Linked DNA regions of Rattus norvegicus: region 1 is linked to region 2. A link is a contact called in public Hi-C data. All regions are on one chromosome and are shown on one strand. The core of a region is the stretch at or near the end of the contact, and the rest is flanking DNA. Distances in the headings are between cores, read along the strand shown. Region 1 has its middle 30 kb from the start of Lppos. Region 2 has its middle 27 kb from the start of Lpp.

The links. Hi-C and Micro-C count contacts between places; a contact is called where the count stands out from the background.
Region 1: a contact with region 2 is called in a Hi-C map of psoas muscle, with 1.7 times the contacts expected there. The contact joins two enhancer-like sites. A contact is called at or near these places in 2 of 12 Hi-C or Micro-C datasets (liver and psoas muscle).

Annotation. Positions count from the first base shown.
Region 1 is chr11:89,958,641-89,961,368 of GRCr8, forward strand. No RefSeq gene overlaps it. Among named protein-coding and RNA genes, the nearest start is that of Lppos, 30 kb to the left of the region's middle. Within about 2 kb of position 1,326, at least 7 of the 93 cell types and tissues checked have an H3K27ac peak or open chromatin away from gene starts, as enhancers often do.
Region 2 is chr11:89,831,113-89,833,860 of GRCr8, forward strand. It overlaps a transcript of Lpp not described here. Among named protein-coding and RNA genes, the nearest start is that of Lpp, 27 kb to the left of the region's middle. Within about 2 kb of position 1,324, at least 30 of the 93 cell types and tissues checked have an H3K27ac peak or open chromatin away from gene starts, as enhancers often do.

The DNA of each region.
Region 1 (2,728 bases), core at 76-2,575, 130 kb after region 2:
GACATTTTGAAATTTCTGTACATCTGATGATCTATAGGCCCACTTCGCCTATAGGTTGCTTTATCTACATTTTTTCCCCCATAGAACTAAGAAAAATTAACTTGTGAAAGAAAACTTTAACAGCATTCACAAGGCCTGGTTCACCACCAACTCTTCTCTCCACCGTCTTATCCTTCAGGAGATTCCCTAGAAAAATCATGTTTATCAAGGACACAGGTGAAGCCAAGCCAAGTGATGTACTTGGATTGCCAGTGCGGGCGGGAGGAGCCCACTTCTTGACTGATAAGAACCACTGAAAAGGCTTGTTTGGGATACAGGCTCTTAGCCCCACCCTAGAGTAAATGACTCAAAATCTCGAGAATGAGACATGGGGAAAACATTCATACTAAAAAAAAAAAAGTTTTCCAAGATGGTTCTGGCATGAAGCCAAGCATGGCAAGCACTGGTTTTGGTGACCGAATCATAGCCAGAAGCATCTGAGCAGGGTCAAGGGAACAAAAGAAGACGGCAGAAACAAAGGTAACTGCCTCAACCAATCGACAACAACGACAGGGATGGGGGGGGGGGGGGAAACGGAGTCCGCCAGCCTCGGCAGTGTGTATGGGTCTCAGTATGAACCAGGTCTTCACCACCATGTGGCTTCCAGAGCAAGAGAGAGCTGCCTTCCTTATTCTGCCTCCCCAGGAGACAGCCAGTATATGATCTGACTTAATCTATCAGTTTTTATTTGTAGTAGTAGTATCAGATATCAGCAGTAGTAGCAAAATGATTTTTTTGTACAGTCTAACATTTGTATGTTTTCTCCGTACTTTTGACAGCTCACTCACCCTAAATAAAAGCTCTTGTGATCTGCATAGGGAATGCCTCTTGCCGTTGCGTGCACACTCATGTGGGATCTGTCTCTCCCTTAAGTCTCACAGCCTGCTTGACAGTTTGGAGAACTTATAGTGAGAGAGTTGAAAACCATCTCACCAGCATCGCGAGTATTCTTTAACCTGAAACAGCCCCAATGGCTCTATCTCTCATTGCCAAAGGCCTGGTGTGTCTCGGAGAGAAGGGGAGAGTTGTTGAGCAAGGCTGCAGAGACCAGTGGTAAAGGTTACGGAGAGGCAGACCTTTCGATGCCACTAACCTAAGACATTTCTTTAAAGATAGAACTCTTCCGGGAAGTCTGGGAACCTGCTGAGTAGGAATGTTAAGACTATCTTCTGTGGGTGACCTCAGAGGTCCCAGCAGGAACTGAGCCATTGTGAAGGTTGGCCTGTGCAATGCTGTGCTATGTATGGCAGGTGGAGCAGGCAGGTGTGTGGACAAGGATGGATGTCTGAGGCTTGGAAAGCTCCCTGTCTCTACCCAGACTGCCCACAGCTTTAATCTTGTCCTTCTGACCTTTACTGAGAACTCTTACTTCACCCTGAGCTAGGGCAATTCGAGCAATTCAATATCCTTTCTGCTTTGAAGAATCGGTCACCTTTGGCACTGCTTCCATGAGCCCGGATTAAGTCATGTAACCTCAGATACCCTGGGACTACTTAGGGCATTTGGCCCACATGGCAAACTGATAGCAAAAAAAACAGTGACCTGGGGGTTGGGGATTTAGCTCAGTGGTAGAGCGCTTGCCTAGCAAGCGCAAGGCCCTGGGTTCGGTCCCCAGCTCCGAAAAAAAAAAAAAAAAGAAACAGTGACCTGTGTAATTTTAATTGTAAATATTAAATACTGGAGTTGAACAAGAGTCTCGGGCCATCTTCTATCTCTCCTTGCTCCCTCATTTCTCATTTGCCTAAGGTCATGGTGAGGGATGCCATGTGGAGCCTGCCTTCTCGGTGTGATGTCCTGTGGGTTATATATTTTACCTCCTGCTTCCCACAGAAGTCTGTTTCTCAAGGGAAAGGACTTACTGTCTTGGGGGCTAGAGAGGATAAAGCTGAGCTCCCAGAGTGTCGCTGCTGCCACCTTGCAGTACCACCCACCTCCTGAGAGCCTTGCCCTCAGGATCACAAACAGCTCTGCTGCAGCCTTGTGTGACAGGAACTGTAAGCTGACAATGTAGCCGTGACTGAGGTTTAGAGGAACGCACAAAACCCCATCCAGGGCAGCTAGCTGCTACCCTCTTTGCCCATTGCTTTCATGTGTGCAGTGTGTGCTCAAAACCAGAGTTGGCCTTATGGCTGGAAAGTAGACTTTAGGGTAGAATAAAATTTCTCTCTCTCTCTCTCTCTCTCTCTCTCTCTCTCTCTCTCTCTCTGTCTCTGTCTGACTCTGTCTCTGTCTGACTCTGTCTCTGTCTGACTCTGTCTCTCTTTCTCTGTCTGTCTCTGTTTCTGTCTCTCTGTTCTGTGTGAGTGTCTGTCTGTCTGTCTCTCTGTCTCTCTCTATCTGTCTGTCTGTCTGTGTATCTGGGTCATAGGACATCAAGTATCCTGTTTGACCACTTTCTGCTTTATTTCCTTAAGAGAGGATCTCTCACTGAATGTAGAGTTGGACTGGCAGTCAGCAAACCTCAGAAGTCCTCCTGTATCCACCCCATAGGGTGCTTAGGTTTTAGGGCACACCTAGGGGTGCTCTGCATTCGAACTCAGTTCCTCACGTTTGTACAAGTGTTCTTACCTGCTGAGCCATCACTCCGGTGGAGGTGGAGATTTGTTATTTAAAATGACACAAAACAATAAGCACGAATTGGTAGTTTTCTCCCCATCCCGCATCCCCCATTGCCTTCCTCTCTATCCTC
Region 2 (2,748 bases), core at 74-2,573:
TTTTATAGAGTAGTTGAGAGGAAGAAATGGGCTTTTAACGAAGTGTCTAACAGTGCTTGACAAATAACTAAGCTCTTATTACCCTGAGCCTGTCAATAGCATTTGTGATTTCTGCTGACTGACAGTGACTGCTGCAGTGCGAAGCCTAGGTTCAAATTCCCACAATTCCCTGCCACGAGTGAACCTGTACAAGTAGGCATAATCTTGTTCAGTTCGGTCTCCATAGCCTTAAAGTCACTATAAGACTCAAATGAAACCTTAGCTGGAAGAGTTCTCCAGAAATGTCTTTGCAGTGTAAGAATATGATGTGTGACCATAAGGGCAGACGAGCATAGTGCCACATGAACACAGCTGGAGAGGCATCAGCTGGTTGCCAAGGAGCTAAAACCCATGTCTACCTGCCACCTGCCTGGACAAATTCAGCCTGAGGTTTTCCGAAAAGCAGCTTAGACGCTGTGTTATTCATCTCAAAGGTGCTCCCGTGACAGAGGCTTTTGTCCCCAACACTGGGGCAAAGGTTTTGAGAGTGTCCCTGTCAGGTCACTGCAGTGTTATGAACAGCTATGAAGAACTAGCCAACAGTCCAGGAGTTGCCAAGATAGGCAAGTGCAGACTTAGGTGTGAAGGCCTGCTGAGACCTACTGAGAGAACAGTCTGGAGTAGGCAAACAAGGCCCATGCTAAGTCCAGGTGGGGCCCATCTGCACAGATGCCAAGTTCTCAGGCTCGGGAGATGGACAGAGACAAAAGACTTAAAGAAGGCAGGGCACAGTCACTAGGTTTCCACATGAAGCATTTGACACGGTGGTTTCTACAAGTGGGTCCCATGGAGACGAACCAATGTGAACAGCTGACTTGGCCCCGGGTAGAAGTCAACGAGATTTTTGTTAAGAGTTTTTTTAAAAATGGATCCCAGTGAGAAAAACATAGAAAACACTGAGGCTAAAGGATTTATCAGCCCCATCACAACCAATCAAAACCTTCAGCCCATGCAGTGTTGCTCAGGAATAGGCCTTCTGCCTCTCGGCAGGACCCTGAAGGAAGGGAATGAACTGTGTGAGGAGCTTTGTGGAATAGCAGGGGAAATGTCTCCTGGGTAACAACAGTGTGCTCTTCATCCCTCTTTCTATATACCAAGTGGACAATATGAGCTCTAAACTACTGTGACCAAAGGCCAGCCAGGACCTTGAACCTTCCCGGTGACAGCAATAGAAAGTGCTAAATACGTGAGTCAGAAAATATTTCTGGACGCACTACTCAGTTGGGGTGCATGGAGCGCCGCCCGCATGGCGGCCACTGGAGCTGTCCTGACTTTCAAAGCACGCAGAGGCCTGGGTTTTCAAAAGGACGAGAGAGCCAGATAAATAAATAAACAGAGATCTCCCAGTGACTCATGGAAGCTATTAGTGAGAAAGCTATGCTCACAATAAAAACTTGATTCTCCCTCCTCCCGCCTTCCGCCTCCCTGCCCAGAAGACACAAGCAGAAGAGGAAAAGAGGGTTCCAGGGACAGGTGCCTGCGGCCTGCCCTATGGGAGTAGGCTGTTCTCTCTCTGTCACCGGAGAGGGCTTTGATGGGGGAGTCGTTGTTCCAGATCCTTTGAGACTTTAATAAATGAGGAAGAGAGATAGCTCTCCTATCCCCACCCTGGTTTTATATCTGGTCCCAGACCCATTTGCTAGTAAGAAGTTTGTTGCACAACCACGGGAAGCAGGCATCACAGCACAGCCATTCCATCTACAAAACGTATCATCTGCCTGTGAGGCAGGAAGCCCAGTTGGAAAAAGCAAGTTCTGTGCGTTCAGCTAGAAAGCACCTTCTTGTGCTCGCTGTCAAAATAATTCTGTATTGAACTTCTGGGATATGTGACTAATGCGCTTGGAACCCTTTCGAGCGACTGGTTTATTTATTTAAAGGAGTGGAGGGCTGTGGCTGCAGCTGCTGGGGGTGGCTGGTGACAGAAAGGAGGAGGGAGAGGGAGGGAGGGAGGGAGGACAACTGCAAGGGCTTGCACTGGGTCAGCTCTGAGGTCACACTGCAGTGCCAGAGGCCTTGCTGCCACACTTCATTATAGGAGCATGGGAAGGAGCTGAGGCAGGCAAGAGGAGGGAGGAAAGGCCTATAAAGTCAGGCAGGCACATTGCCCAGAGGTACAGTTGCCTAACAGTTCCTAAAAAGACTGAAATACAAAATACCAAAAAAAAGTAAAAGCAAAACACAACAAACACCACGCACACCAGAGTCATCTTGCAGCAGCCTTTCTCCAAAATCTCACTGTAGCAGCTCCCACAACTCACTGAGGGGAAGTACCCAATCCTGTAGGAAGGCCTTGGAGAATCTGTTGACTGGAGGCAAATGCCTCACCTCCATGAGCATTCCATCCTGCCAGTCCCAAATTCCTCCCCACATCTTCATACCTCTTCCATACCTTTTCCCTTAGAAATTTCTCTTTCCTTTACCAAAGTACCAGACCACTCTGTAAAGCCCTGCACAGAGCTCCTGGACCTGCCACAGCACTGCCGACTCCCAGCCTCCACAGATGCTCAACTGTACAGCACACCTTCCCCTGGCCACTCCCGAGCTTCCCCAGAAGCCAGTCTCCACAGCACGAGGTCCTCACTATGGGCATCCCCAAAAGTTCCCTCAAGGCCTGCATCGCATCCACATGCAATCAGCAAACACAGACCCACAGGTGAATTTCCCTTTCATGTGCTCCTGGGCACATCTTCAGCAGTTAATGTAAGCAAC